Linked DNA regions of Sus scrofa: all the other regions are linked to region 1. A link is a contact called in public HiChIP or PLAC-seq data. All regions are on one chromosome and are shown on one strand. Each heading gives the region's core, a stretch centred on a gene start, on an enhancer-like site or on the middle of the called end of the contact. The rest is flanking DNA. Distances are from core to core; before and after follow the strand shown.

What was found. HiChIP or PLAC-seq counts read pairs in DNA pulled down with a chosen protein or histone mark.
Region 2: an H3K27ac HiChIP or PLAC-seq map of alveolar macrophages shows a contact between it and region 1. The contact joins the promoter of LOC110257255 here to the promoter of PTCD2 in region 1. A contact is called at or near these places in 2 of 5 promoter capture datasets (fetal liver and liver), 5 of 47 Hi-C or Micro-C datasets (embryonic fibroblasts, heart right ventricle, retroperitoneal adipose tissue and 2 more) and 2 of 2 datasets of contacts at active chromatin or transcription factors (alveolar macrophages and skeletal muscle).
Region 3: a contact with region 1 is called in an H3K27ac HiChIP or PLAC-seq map of alveolar macrophages. The contact joins the promoter of MRPS36 here to the promoter of PTCD2 in region 1. A contact is called at or near these places in 1 of 5 promoter capture datasets (liver) and 1 of 2 datasets of contacts at active chromatin or transcription factors (alveolar macrophages).

The regions. Positions count from the first base shown.
Region 1 is chr16:48,603,136-48,607,732 of Sscrofa11.1, reverse strand. It overlaps PTCD2 (pentatricopeptide repeat-containing protein 2, mitochondrial), which reads right to left and starts at 2,719. Exons shown (of 10, transcript XM_021076726.1): 1 at 2,588-2,719; 2 at 1,255-1,347. The coding sequence starts at 2,693. MRPS27 (28S ribosomal protein S27, mitochondrial) reads left to right here. Exons shown (of 15, transcript XM_021076728.1): 5 at 2,515-2,884. The coding sequence starts at 2,692.
Region 2 is chr16:47,283,605-47,288,201 of Sscrofa11.1, reverse strand. LOC110257255 reads left to right here and starts at 2,739. Exons shown (of 3, transcript XM_021076818.1): 1 at 2,739-2,744; 2 at 2,845-3,802. The coding sequence starts at 2,739. The coding sequence ends at 3,762. It overlaps SLC30A5 (solute carrier family 30 member 5), which reads right to left and starts at 3,228. Exons shown (of 16, transcript NM_001137624.1): 1 at 3,142-3,228. The coding sequence starts at 3,224.
Region 3 is chr16:47,384,346-47,388,942 of Sscrofa11.1, reverse strand. It overlaps MRPS36 (28S ribosomal protein S36, mitochondrial), which reads right to left and starts at 2,531. Exons shown (of 4, transcript XM_003134022.5): 1 at 2,394-2,531. The coding sequence starts at 2,435. It overlaps LOC102160395 (a long non-coding RNA gene), which reads left to right and starts at 2,597. Exons shown (of 4, transcript XR_308458.3): 1 at 2,597-2,783.

The DNA of each region.
Region 1 (4,597 bases), core at 1,470-3,969:
AACCTAGAGTGATAGTGCTGTGGATTTAGCTTTTTTCTTTTTTTTTTTTTTTGGTCTCTTCCAGGGCCACACCTGTAACATATGGAGGTTCCCAGGCTAGGGGTCTAATCGGAGCTGTGGCTGCCAGCCCACGCCAGAGCCACAGCAATGCGGGATCTGAGTCGCGTCTGCAACCTACACCACAGCTCATGGCAATGCCGGATCCTTAACCCACTGAGCAAGGCCAGAGATCGAACCAGCAACCTCATGGTTCCTAGCTGGATTTGTTAACCACTGTGCCATGACGGAAACTCTGGATTTAGCCTTTCATAATAAACTTCAAACCTATCCAAAAGTAGAGAGAACTACTTCCCTGTCACCCAGCCACAACAATGAACCATGTTTTGCTAATTTTTACAAGAAACCTTTATTTATTTATTTATTAACTGATTCTTCCAGCACAGAGTAGAAAATATGAAAATGGAATTCCTGTTGTGGCTCAGCGGGTTAAGAACCTGACTAGTATCCACGAGGATGTGGGTTTGATCCCTGGCTTTGCTCAGTAGGTTAAGGATCTGGCATTGCTGTGAGCTGTGGTGTAGGCTGGCAGCTGCAGCTCCGATTCAGCCCCTAGCCTGAGATATTCCATGTGCTGCAGGTGTGGCCCTAAAAAGATTTAAAAAAAAAAAAAAAAAAAGAAAGAAGAAAAGAAAAAGAATTAGCCCTTATTACTGTCAATGAAGTGGCCAGAAAACTGAACACTCCGCTTCCCCTTCATACTTAGCACCGTTCTGTTTCATTTTATTTCACTAACATATAGCTAGGTATGTATGTGTACTGGAGATGCGATGAAAAATGTATTTTTTACTGAGGGTTACATCAAAAAGTTTGAAAGCCAGTCATGTGGAGCAGTTCTTCTTGGACGTTACTGTGCAGACAAATCGTCTGGAGGTTTGGCATCTCTGTGAAGCTCTCAGGTGCTGCTGACCCTTGACCTTACTTTGAGCAGCATGAATCTAGGGGACTGGTTGCAGCACTAGTTTTAGTATTTCTCTGCGATCCTGGGAGAAGGGCTAAGATGAGAAAACGGTAGATTCTGCAGAAACAGAGTGAGGTGAAAGGTGCATGTAAGGGTAGACCAGGAAACTAAGAATACATCATCTCCATCTCTTCTGAGATGGAAGGTCACTGAAGGAGTGATTACAAAGGAATAAAGATGGAAAAGGTGAATGAATGACAGATCAATGAAAAAGTTAACAAAGGAGATTTGATTACCTTTGGTGCCAGGAAGATTACATGCAACAGCCACCTTCTTATGCTGGAATTCTTTTAATTTCATAATATTCTCCGTAAGTAGGTATCTTTTAGCTAATAATTAGAGAAAGTAAAAATCAACTGTTTTATACTTAGCAAATGACATGTGTAGAGCTTGGCTGTCTCTTTCTAATAACCAGTCTTATCCATGCTTAGTTAAATAAACCATCCAGATAGGTACAAATATAGTAGTCACCCTAGCAAGGAAAAAAAATGTCCAAACTACCAGAGAGTGCAAATTCCTCACATACGTGTAAAAGGAGCTAGTGATTCATTGTGTATGGAGATGGACAGGAATCTGGGATCTGAAAGACAGACAACAAAACAGGTATACCTAGATTGGGTTTATCTAGGTAGAATCATACAGGGTAGTGGGAAAAGTTAGTGTGACCACTGAAATTCTCAGTACTGTCCGAGGTACGGCCTCTCAGATTTGCCCTCTTGATGTCCTCTAGATACACCAAAAATCACTGACCACAACTTAGTAGAAATGTGAGTTTGAGCAACACCATTTCTTTAGGATGCTTGGCCAAAGACTTGTCCGCTAAAAGAGCTCTGTGTACTGTGATGGCAAAATAACAAGAAAAATTACTGCTGATTTCCAAAAGGGCAGCCCAGATGAGTGGTTACTACAGGGCTCTATTCTTGGGCGGCCTGTGTTCAAATCCTTCTTATACCAGTTCCCTTTGACCTTGGGCAAATTACTTAGCCTTTCTCCATCCTGTAAGGGGAGAAAAGAACAGCACCTTTCTCACTGGGTGTTGCGAGGAGAAAAGGAATGAATGTATGTAAAATGCATTAGAGTAACGCCTGACACAAAGTGTTAGATATTTTATTATCACTCACCAGTATTTTCAAACTTAATCATTTTCATATTAAGGGATAATTTTACAAATAAAGAAACCTGCTCAAGGTCTTTCAGACTGTTAGCTGCAAAGCTGGACTCCAAACTTGGAGAGTTAGACCTCCCCTCCCAAATTCTGCAGAACAGAATACCCCAAGAGGCAGGGGTGTTCCGGAGAGCAGCATAGCGCCATCCGAGGAAGTAGTCCAGCCCCAAGATCAAACCCCAGCCCAGCTTTCCTTTGCTTCCCAGGCACACGGGCGTCCACGACACCCAGAAGTTACCACTGCACCCACGCGCAAAGCGCAAAGGGCGAGGAGGGTATGCTCGCTTGCACTAGGTCAGTGAGTGACTGAGGCGCTCTTCTTTCTCCAAAGAGATGCCTGCTGGGATGTAAAGCTCCATTCTGTCCCATCCCTCCCCTCCTTCATGGCCCGAGACCGCGGATACCTCCGAGAGGGCAGCGGCAGCACGTGGAGCCTGAGTCCAAGACCCCGGGCCACACCAAACTCCGCAGCAGCAGAACTTGCTGCGAGGACCGAAAGGCGGCAGCCATGTTGTCAAGGGCTGCGCCAACTGAGGGAACTGGGGGGGGACGACGGAGCGTCGACTCGACTCCACCCCCTCGTCTACCGGCAACCCCCGCGCCGGCATTCCCTTTGGTATGCTCCAAGATGGCGTCCTCCATAGTGCGGCGCGGGATCCTGCGGGCGCGGAAAGTGTCGCTGCCTCAACTCTCCCTGGCAGGTTGGTGGCTACTGCTTTCGTGGGGCTGCTTTATTAGGTTCCTGAAACCTCTGTTCCTTGAATACAGGGAAGAGGAAGTGCTTTTGGAATCTAGTTGCTAGAGAAAGCGTTGGAGCTTTCATTAGCACAGAAAGGGGGAGGTAAGGTCTCTGACCGACCCTTCTGCTTACCCAATAGTGTCTCCCCGCCCAGAGTACAGGACGTTTCGGCAAGAAAGATTTGCGTATGTTTGTGTTAGCATGGTTATCTTTTTGCTGTCCCTGAAAAGCCTAAATTTCACCCCTGGGGCTATGAAAATTTTCTCCTTGTTGAGTTTGCTTAGAGGGACTCCGTGAATGTTTTCACCGCCTCCCACGGGGTCAGACCCCAGGTTTTCACTTGGTGGAGGAATTTCTCAGTACTAACCTCACCTTACCTGATGACCCAGGGCACAACTTTTGATGAGCCTTTCTTTGCTAAAGTTTTCCATCCCGGCAGAAAATGCTAAGTTACTTTTAAAATACTTTGATAGCTGTGTGAAGGACAGCTTACTCAAAACCTGTTTAAAGGATCTGCTGCTCATAAAGACATTGGAAAAAAAAGTTTTAATTTACAGAAGCTAAATCCTGACAGCTGTATCTGGTTATATGATTAAGTTGCAATAATCACAATTGATTTTTCCAGTGCCTGTTATCTCCTCTTTCTAACATACCTCCTCTAGCCCTTATTAAAAATCAACAGTTTTGCTCACAGGCCTTTAAATATGAAGGTGAAACCTCATAGTTGGCCGCCAGAAGTTTTCTGAGATTTTACTGGTTGACCTAGCTGATGTTCAGAATTGGCACCTCCGAATTAACTATTGGAGCTATTTAATTGTAGTTGTTAGTAAATGCTTTTCAATTTAAGCAAGACCTTGGATTGTCTATCAGGGAAAGTATCAGAGTTGCTTAGGATGTTTGGGGCTAATCGTTTTAATGAAGGAATGGGAATTAGATAAGGGTGAAATGAGAGAATTTCCAGTTAGCACTTTGGTCTTAGTTTGAACTGGTGAACTTGTGGTAGGTTACACCTGTGCTATTCCATTGTAGTAGCAACTAGCTACATGTGGCTATTTAAATTAGAGTTAAATTAAAAAATTCTGTTCCTTGGTAACATTAGCTACATTTTAAGTGCTCAATGGTGGCTCAAACCACTAACACCTGTGGCTAGCGGCCACTGTATTGGACAGCTCAGAACTGAACCTCTCTTTAATTACACAGTTATATTGCACAGGCACTGGGTTAGACCACAGATGAAGAGAGTCTTGAAATCGGGAACTCTAATTAGGAGGTTAAAGGCAAGTAATATAAGTAGGTAGGATACTACATTATGGACCACTGGTGATTTGAAAATGCTGATAAGGAGCTTTAAGTCAGCAAAACATCTTGAACCATTACAGGATAAAAGAGGAAAATACTTGGTGCATCCACTGATTCTCCTTACAGCATAATGGGCAAGGGCAACTAAAATGATGAAAGAATGATTTCTTAAGATGAGTCAAAAAAGTGACTTAAGTACATGAAGAAGCTAGAGAAGGAAACTTACTGGACACTTAACCACGTAGTGGCCATTAGGCTAGGCACGTAATATACGTCCTCATTTAAGTTATGATACAGTATTTCCTCATTTTTACATATGGAGAGGCTCAGAGACTTGGGGTAATTTGCTCACATTTTCATAATATTTATTAGCAAG
Region 2 (4,597 bases), core at 1,490-3,989, 1.3 Mb after region 1:
ACCATTATTAATTAGGAAAGTTATTTTAACATTTATCTGTAAGTTGAGCACTTTTTTTTTTTTTTTTTTTGGTATTTTCTAGGGCCACACCCACAGCATATGGAGGTTCCCAGGCTAGGGGTTGAACTGGAGCTGTACCACACCACAGCCACAGTAACTCAGGATCCAAGCCGAATCTGCGACCTACACCACAGCTCATGGCAACGCCGGATCTTTACCCCATGGATCGAGGCCAGGGATCGAACCTGCAATCTCATGGTTCCTAGTTGGATTCCTTAACCACTGAGCCACGATGGGAACTCCTCAATACTTTGATTTTTAAAGTCTTGATTAATGAAATCTTCCTGTTGGGCTAAAAACAAAACACTAGCTAAGGTCAAGTAACCATAGACTAATAAGTACATATTCCTAGTTCATGTTGCACAGGGCAGCATACTAAGGGGCAAAGCTGAGAGGGTGGTGAGGAAGGGAGGCTCTTAAATGGGGGCAGTGGCCCCTGAGCCACTCACTCACTGACACTTGTGCAACTTATCAGGATCCAATCCACCTCCCCAACTTATAAATCATAATTTGCCACTAACCAGTCCCATCAAAGCTATCACTGGTCTTCTCTGTGAAGGTTAGAACATTCTTTGGTTTTTTAAACCTGGAATTACTGAAATCTGGGTTTGGGCTCAAACCTGCTTCTTGGGCTTTGCCCACTGTAGCAGCTCACAGTTCTCCAGGAAAAAGCAAAATCTGTGTATAATTCAAGTTTGATTCATTCAATCACTATTTAAGTATCTACTGTGCAGACTGTGCTATATGTGGGGTTTGGGGTAACTGACTCTCAGTTCAGTTAATAGGTGTCTCAGTTTGTGAGATAAGGACAACTAATGAGTCTGCAGCACTGTTGTAAGGATGAAGTGAGATGCTGTACTCAAAGTATCTAGAACCCAGGAAGGGCTTAACGAATGCTGGCTGTCACCCTCTGCCCCTGCCTGTAAAGAGGACTTATTAAAGCCAACATAGAAACATTTAAAACAATTCATATTTGTGACTTCAGTCAAAAAAAAAAAAAATCCACAATTAAAGGGTCTGACAATTAGTTTTTGGTGTAGATTATAAGGAGTTTTTGGATTTTTGTCTACGTATAGGAAAACTCTTGCAACCTGAAATCTATTAAAAATTCAACCAGTCCTGAGCTGAATTTGATTCTGCAATGAACTACAATAGGAGGGCACCTCTGCCAAGCAGAGGAAATAGTGGAAATAGTGGAAATAAGGTGGCAAAGGAATATTTGCCACACCTATCTAAGCTGTTGAGTAAATAATCTTGAACTATTTATTTATTTACTTAAAAATAGGAGTTCTTGCTGTGACACAGTGGGTTAAGAATCCAACGGCAGCAGCTTGGGTTGCTGGGAGGAGCAGGTTCGATCCCCAGCCTGGCAGAGTGGGTTAAAGGATCAAATACTGCAATTGTGGCTCAGATTCAATCCCTGGCCCAGGAACTTTCATATGCCACAGGCGTGGCAATAAAAGAAAAAAAATTCAAGTTTACAGAAAAGGTGCAAGAGTAGCACACCCTTTACTTAGATTCTCTAATTGTTAACATGTTCTCTTCTTTGCCTTATTATCTCTCTTTAATACAGTTTTTTTTCCCCTGAACTTTTTTTTGCTTTTTAAGGCCTCACTGGGCACATGGAAGTTCCCAGGCTAGGGGTCTAATCAGAGCTATAGCCACCGGCCTATACCACAGCCATGGCAACATGGGATCCGAGCCGTGCCTGTGATCTATACCACAGCTCACAGCAATGCCGGATCCTTAACCCACTGAGCGAGGCCAGGAATCAAACCTGCATCCTCATGGATCCTAGTCAGATTCGTTAACCACTAAGCCATGACAGGAACTCCCTCCCCTGAACTTTTCAAAGAGTAAGTTACATACATCCTGCTACTTTATCCCTAAATACTTGTGTTTCCTAAGATCATGAGCATACTCATAAAATCAGTGCAGTTATCAACTACAGGAAATTTAACATGGATATATTTTTATCTAATCTATTGTCCAGAGTCCAATTTTGTCAAGTGACCTAGTACTGTCTTTCACAGCATTTTCCCCTCTAGAAATCCACATCAGAATTGCCTACTGCATTTAGCTGTCGCATCTCAGGAAATAATACCTGATATCCTGTTATTTACAAAAACAAGTTGCTCAAAATAGATTAGAATTGAACTTGTACTACAGAAAATGCAGCTAATTTAAATTTTGCTCCAGCATTTGCTGTGTTCTTCCCTTTTCATAAAAAAAAGTTGCGTTAGTGATTCTATTTCTACAGTTCCAAGAATTTACCAAAACCATCTTTAAATCTCAAAGGAGTTTTCAAGAACAAGAAAAACTTAACCTCATTAACTATAAAGGCAATGAAAATTGTTGGGCCATGTTTTACGCATCTTTCACTCTACCTCAGAAATTAGGACAGGTCAAGAAGGACACACTGGAAAGTGGTCAGTATACTTACCTCTTGGGGATTAACGGGAGCATTGCTGGGAAGGGGATAAAGGGGGGATTTTTCCTTTTTACTCTATGAATTTCTGTGCTGCTTGAATTTTTGGACAACGAGCACACATTTCTTAATAACAAAACAAAATAAACGAAGAAAGGAAAACTAGATGACCGGCTGGATTCTTGGTGTGCGGGGTTAACCTGAACATCAAAGTTCATCTGTTTGTACTTTGGTTTCTTCGCCTCAAGAGATGACGGTGACCCTTCCTCTAACTTACGCAGGCAGACGTCAGAAAGGTTAAGTATCACCAACCCATTATTTCGGGGAGAAACAGCCAACAGAAATGCTTCTCATAGGTCAGAAAAACCTCTCACGTCAACTGGCTGGCAGTTCTAAGGTTAACGGTCTGCCTGGAAACCCAGATCTCAAGCAGAACCTCCTTGGATCTTAGAGCATTCATTCTGCAGAGAGGGACGGCGGAGCCAAAGAAAGCTAGAGGCGGCCTGGGAGCCGAAGCAGGGAGGACGGAGGGCTCCGGGGCGCGTGCAGAACCGAGGAGGAGTCCCGGGCTGTCAACGGGACGGGAGGGAGAGGGAGCTCGCCTGCGCGGGGAGACCGCAGATCGGGAGGCGGGTGCCAGATCAGTCCCTTACCGAGCGCTGGGCACGTCCACCGGCCCGAGGCCGCCGCCGCCGCCTGGGCCGGCTAACACTTCCCCGCCGTATTTCTCCTCCATCGCGGGGATCAGGAGCCGCCGCCGCTGCCCCTGCCGCGGGGTCTCCTCATGTCTCGCCGCTGCCGCGGAACAGCGGTCGCAAGCGCGTCACTTCCCCATGGCAGCGGCCCTGTCGGGTCCCCGCAGGCCGGGCCGCCGCCGCTGTCCCCGGCTCGCAAGCACACACGCGTCGGGACTAGGCCACGGACAGTTCCGGCGGCGCGGGGCTCCCCGGAGGCTCACCGGAGTGGACGCTGCCAGGCCACGTCACCGACCCAGCAGCCCTCACTCTCGGGGGAGTGCCAGGTTCTGCGCCTGCGCAGGACACACCACTCGCCAGCCCTCCCTCTTCCTTAGGCTCCTCCCACCGCGGGGCTACAGATCGAATCTTCACCCCCTCTCAGCCTCTCTCATTGACGCGGCCTCAGCGCATACCTGTCCTGCAGCGCCACCAACGGGTCGTCAGGAATATAGCGGATTCTTCTGCCGCGGAGGGCAGGGGCGGAGGAAATACACAGCGTGTGACGAAATAGAGTTTCTTTTAAATTCTGGCTCCTAAACTGTGCTGCTTAATCCTGCAGGCCAGTAAACCTAGGCAGGTAGGACCAGCCCTTATTAGGGTTATTTTTATGTTACTAAAAAGTTAAGAAAATGGTCTCCAGTGTCTGTCTTGATTTGATTCACAAATCTGCCACTTACTAATTGTGTCACTTGTCCTTTCTGACTCGTTTTCTGATCTGGAAAGTAAGAGTAGTAATATCTGTATCCTCGGGTTCTTGGGAGGATTGTGTGTGTTCAAATGTGAAAAGTGGAGTTCCTGTCAGTAGCTCAGCGAAAAGGAATCTGACTAGCATTCGTGAGGACACAGGTTCGCTCCCTGGCCTCACTCAGTGGGTTAAGGATCCAGTATTTCAGTGAGCTGTGGTGTGGGTTGCAGACACGGCTGGAATTCAGCTTTGCTGTGGCTGTAGTGCAGGCTAGTGGCTACAGCTCCGATTTCACCCCTTTGGGAAACTTCATATGCCATGGGTGCGGTCCTAAAAAGACACACACACACACACACAAAAGAGAAGTGAAGTGTGAATAACAGTGAATGGTATATACTAATCAATACATGTTAATTATTCATAGGGAAATTTGAGGACTGGGATTCGGAGATGAAAATGGGGTTTTGAACAGTGTAAATTATGATTAGCTTATGCTACACTTAATTTGAATATACAGAAAGTGTTAATAACATATAAGAGAACGAGAAGTCCTAGTCTCTGCCTGCTGGGACTTTGTAATCTATTGTGAAAAATATTTAGCAATTTGAGAGCAAGACCTTAGCAACATTACACATTAAATTCTCAAATGCTAAGGTTTTCCAAATAACCAGATAGGGATTTAGCCGG
Region 3 (4,597 bases), core at 1,282-3,781, 1.2 Mb after region 1:
CCAACCACCTATTTTCTTCCCCTATGTCTCAAGCAGCCAAATGATTTCCTAAATAATTAACTATCTCATTTCTAATTTTGCAGCATCTCAAACATATCAAAGACATACTGCTTGGCATTCAGCAGGCATTTGATGAATACTTAGAACTTACTCTTCTAAAATTACTTTTGAACACCCTGTGGTCCAGCCAAATTTCTCTACTTAGTGGTGACACCATGTTTTGTTAATTCCTATCAGTTTTTGCCAGTCTCTTGAAATACTACACTTCAAGATACAGATCAACAGCCAAGTTCTAAGCTCTGTGCAGGCACCATATATTACCTTGTTGGCACTGCAGTCCCAGCAGTGTAGGCCTGCCACAGAAATACTAAATATATTTTGCTAAAGTGTAATTATTACATAACACCACCACATACTGCTTTGTATTATGAATGTGAATACAAGTCTTTGCAGTTCTGTTAAAAGGAGTCAGATGGTTCCTTATTGTGTATTTCATAATATCTTTTTTTAATTTGCATATATCAGTAGTTAGTCGTTTATTACTACTGTGTACTATTCCATTTTAACAACTCTACCACAATTTATCTTGCTTATGGACATTTGGATATTTTTTGGATTGGGTGTTATTATGAATAAAGCAAGCATGAACACTTTTATACAGTGTTTTTCTAGGTATATGCATTCATTTCTCTGGGGTATAAACCTTTAAGTAGTACTGCTGGGACACAGAGCAGGTATGTTTAGTACTAGAGAATGACAAAACAGTTTTCCAGAGGGCTGTACCATTTTATAGTCCTACCAGCAGTGTATGAGAGCTTCAGGGGTTTCATGTTCTCATAACCACTTGGTACTGTCAGTCTTTTAAATAATTTTGGTGTGTGTAGTAGTATTTTCCGGTTTGAATTTGTATTTTCCTGGCAAGTAATGATGTTGAGGATCTTTTCATAGGGTTATTGCTCATTTAGATATCTTCTTTTGAGCAATATCAACCTTTTTTACCCATTTTAAAAATTGGGGAGTTCCCGCCCTGGCACAGTGGTTAACGAATCCGACTAGGAACCATGAGGTTGTGGGTTCGATCCCTGGCCTTGCTCAGTGGGTTAACGATCCGGTGTTGCCCTGAGCTGTGGTGTAGGTTGCAGACGCGGCTCGGATCCCGCGCGCTGTGCCTCTGTCGTAGGCCGGTGGCTACAGCTCTGATTAGACCCCTAGCCTGGGGACCTCCATATGCCGCGCGGGAGCATATGGAGGTCCCTAAGGCAAAAAGGCAAAAAAAAAAAAAAAAATTGGGCTATATGCCATGGGAATATGTGATTATCTATTATGGATACTAGTCTCTTGTCAGATGGTCTCCTGTCCTCCCAGCGTCTTTAATTAGCAAGTGCTCAATAACTACCCATTCAACGACTAAGTGAGGACCATTCAATGCAAAGAGGCTAAGGATTGGGATGCAGGATTACCCTTCAGAGTGAAATAACTTTAAGAGTCTTTTAAGGCAAGTATTTTTGCAAAGAGAAATGAACTTCTCATATCAAAGTTAAAAGTTAATCATACACTAATACACTTTTAAGAGTTGAAAAAGATCACGTAAAGAAACCGCAGAAGTGGAGGCTGTGGTCCTTTATATGCCAATTTTACCCTTCCTATTTAAACTAGAGACCACAGCTGGAGAAGCAAATACAAAAGCTATCAGGAGTCAGTAACTGATGTGTGGAGTAACTATAAAGTTCCTCTAGCACCAATCTAAACTCAGGGGTAAAAAAGCTTAGGAAACCAACACTAAGGCATATATTAAAAGATAAATATATACATTTTTTTACAGCCCCCCCCCCATTCCGGCCTGTAACCAGACGATAGGACTGCCGGGGGCACTGGTGGGGGGAGATACCGCCCCGGGCAAGGACACAGCAGGTGGGGCCAGTTCCCCGGCCATTCCCAAGACCTTGAAGGGACACTGGGTCAGATGCCAGCTTCGCTTCCTTTCAGTCACCGCTACCGCCCTCCTTCCGATTGGCTGATCTGCTACAACACGGATAACACTAGTCGCCGATTGGCCACGCTATTGCCAAGGCAGCCAAGGCTGCAGACTCCTAAGAGGCTAACGAGGTCCTAGTGGAGTGCAGTCTAGGGACTTTGGAGCAGCGACGGGCCTACCTGGGAAGATGCACTCTCGCGGCCTGACTCGATTCTCGGCTCCAGTGCCCGGCTCAATGCCCGACCCAACGAGCTCAAGGTCCAATTCTCACACACACCCCAGGGGCGCCGCTGCAGGCCCTATCTAGGGCCGTGGTCACGGCGCAGATTCCGCCACCGCCTTTCCTCCTCAGCGCCGTTGCTATCCTCAGCACCACCCCTACCGCCCATGGCGCGGAAAAGCGACCGAATCGCCTTACCTGAACGACCCTGCTGGCAGACGCCATCTTACTGCCCATCATGACCCCCGAGGAGGGGCAGCTTCCGGAGCACTAGCTAGCAGCGGCTATATCAGGAGTCCTGGGCGGCTGGGGGCGGGCCCTGCAAGTGACGTCACTGAGGAGGAGCGGGCGCTCGAGCCGGACCCGCCTCCACGTTGGAGCTAGCTCCACCCCTTTGTGCCTGCCCCCGCCCTTCCTCCTTCCCGCGTAGAAACTGATCCACGTGTTTTCCATTGTTTCGTTTTGCCGCTGGAGGTTTGCGGTGTTGGATATATTTTGCTCATCAGCCAGTGAGTGATTTAGGAACAGTTCCTCTGCGGATAGCCAGTTTCCAATTTCAGTATAGTCCAAAATTTAATCTGAAACCAAGTAAGTAATATAAATTCTTGTGGCTTCCTAAAATGAACAATCTTGGGAGTTCCCGTCGTGGTTAACGAATCCAACTAAGAACCATGAGGTTTCAGGTTCGATTCCTGGCCTTGCTTAGTGGGTTAAGGATCCGGCGTTGCCGTGGCGCTGGCGTAGGCTGGCGTAGGTCCCTAGCCTGGGATAGGAGAGGCCCTAAAAAGGTAAAAAGACAAAAAAATAAAAATAAAATAAAATGAACAATCTTGTTAAAATTTAGGAATAAGTAGCAAGCTCAGAAAGAGTGGTCAGTTCCAGGTCTGTAGTAGGCCACCTCTTATTCCTTTGCTTATTAGCATTGCCTGATTTGGTATTCTGCTTGCTTTCTCTACCGTTAGTTCTGATATTAAACTGCTGCTTGCTTCAAATTTAAGAAAATTCAAAAGTTCAAGTTTTTCTTTTTGAAGCATGAGCCATCCATATCATTCCCCCAAGTTATATTAAATTGTAAGGTAAATATTAGTACTTACAATGTTAAAAAATTAACACGCAATATGTTGCAACCACTTAACCTTGTAGCTAATGTAAACTTACATTATTGTAAATAGAGTGACAAATTTGTTTAATGATCTAGATTAGTGGTTTCTAAATCTAGAAGTTACTGAGCCTAAATATGGGTCCTTCTGATTCAGTATGTCTATGGAGGAGAGCAGAAATCTTTTTTTCTTTCTATGCTGCACCCAAAGCATGAGGAGGTTCCTGTGTCAATGATCAAATCCAAGCAGCCTCTGTGACCTATGCCACAACTGCAGCAACGCCAGATCCTTAACTGCCTGTGCCACAGCAGAGAGCTCCCAGAAATCTATTTTTAAAAAAGCTTTCAAGCGTTCTCTTGTGGCACAGGTTAAGGATTCAGGTGTTGTTACTGCTGCAGCTTGGGTCAATGCTGTGGCATGCGTTCGATCTCTGGCCCAAGGAACTGCCACATGCTTTGGGCTTATCCAAAAAAAAAAAAAACTTTCAAAGCTTGTTTTAGGAGTACATATTCTAAAACCAGATAGTTGTGGCTTAGCGGTGAGTTGTGGTGTAGGTTGCAGACTCCACTGGGATCCTGCATTGCTGTGGTGTAGGCTGGCAGCTGCAGCTCTAATTCATATGCGAAGGGTGTGACCCTAAAAAAGACAAAAAAAAGAAAAAGAATCCAACATGGTATCTGAGAGGATTCGGCTTTGATCTCTGTCCTTGCTCAGTGGGTTAAGGATCCAGCATTGCTGTGAGCTGTGGCATAGGTCACTGATGCAGCCTGCATCCTGCATTACTGTGTCTGTGGCAAGGATGGCAGCTGCAGCTCCAGTTCAGCCCCTAGCCTGGGAACTTTCATATGTCACAGATGTGGCCATAAAAAGCAAAAAATAAAATCAGATTGATAAAGTGGCTAAATGGGCAAAGCACATGAACAGGCAGATTACAGAGAAGAAATACAGGAGTTCCCTGGTAGCTCAGCGGGTTAAGGACCCAGCATTGTCACTGCCGTGGCACAGGCAGTTAAGGATCTGGCCTGGGAACTTCCATGTGCCATGGGTACAGCCAACCTCCCCCCAAAAAAATACAGAAAAGAAATACAAATTGCCCCTTAAAATATTAAAATATTTTATATTTTAAAATATATTTTATAATATTAAAATATCAGGAGTTCCCGTCCTGGCTCAGTGGTTAACGAATCCAACTAGGAACCATGAGGTTGCGGGTTCAATCCCTGGCCTTGCTCAGTGGGTTAAGGATCCGGCGTTGCCGTGAGCTGTGGTGTAAGTCATAGACACGGCTCTGATCCCGCGTTG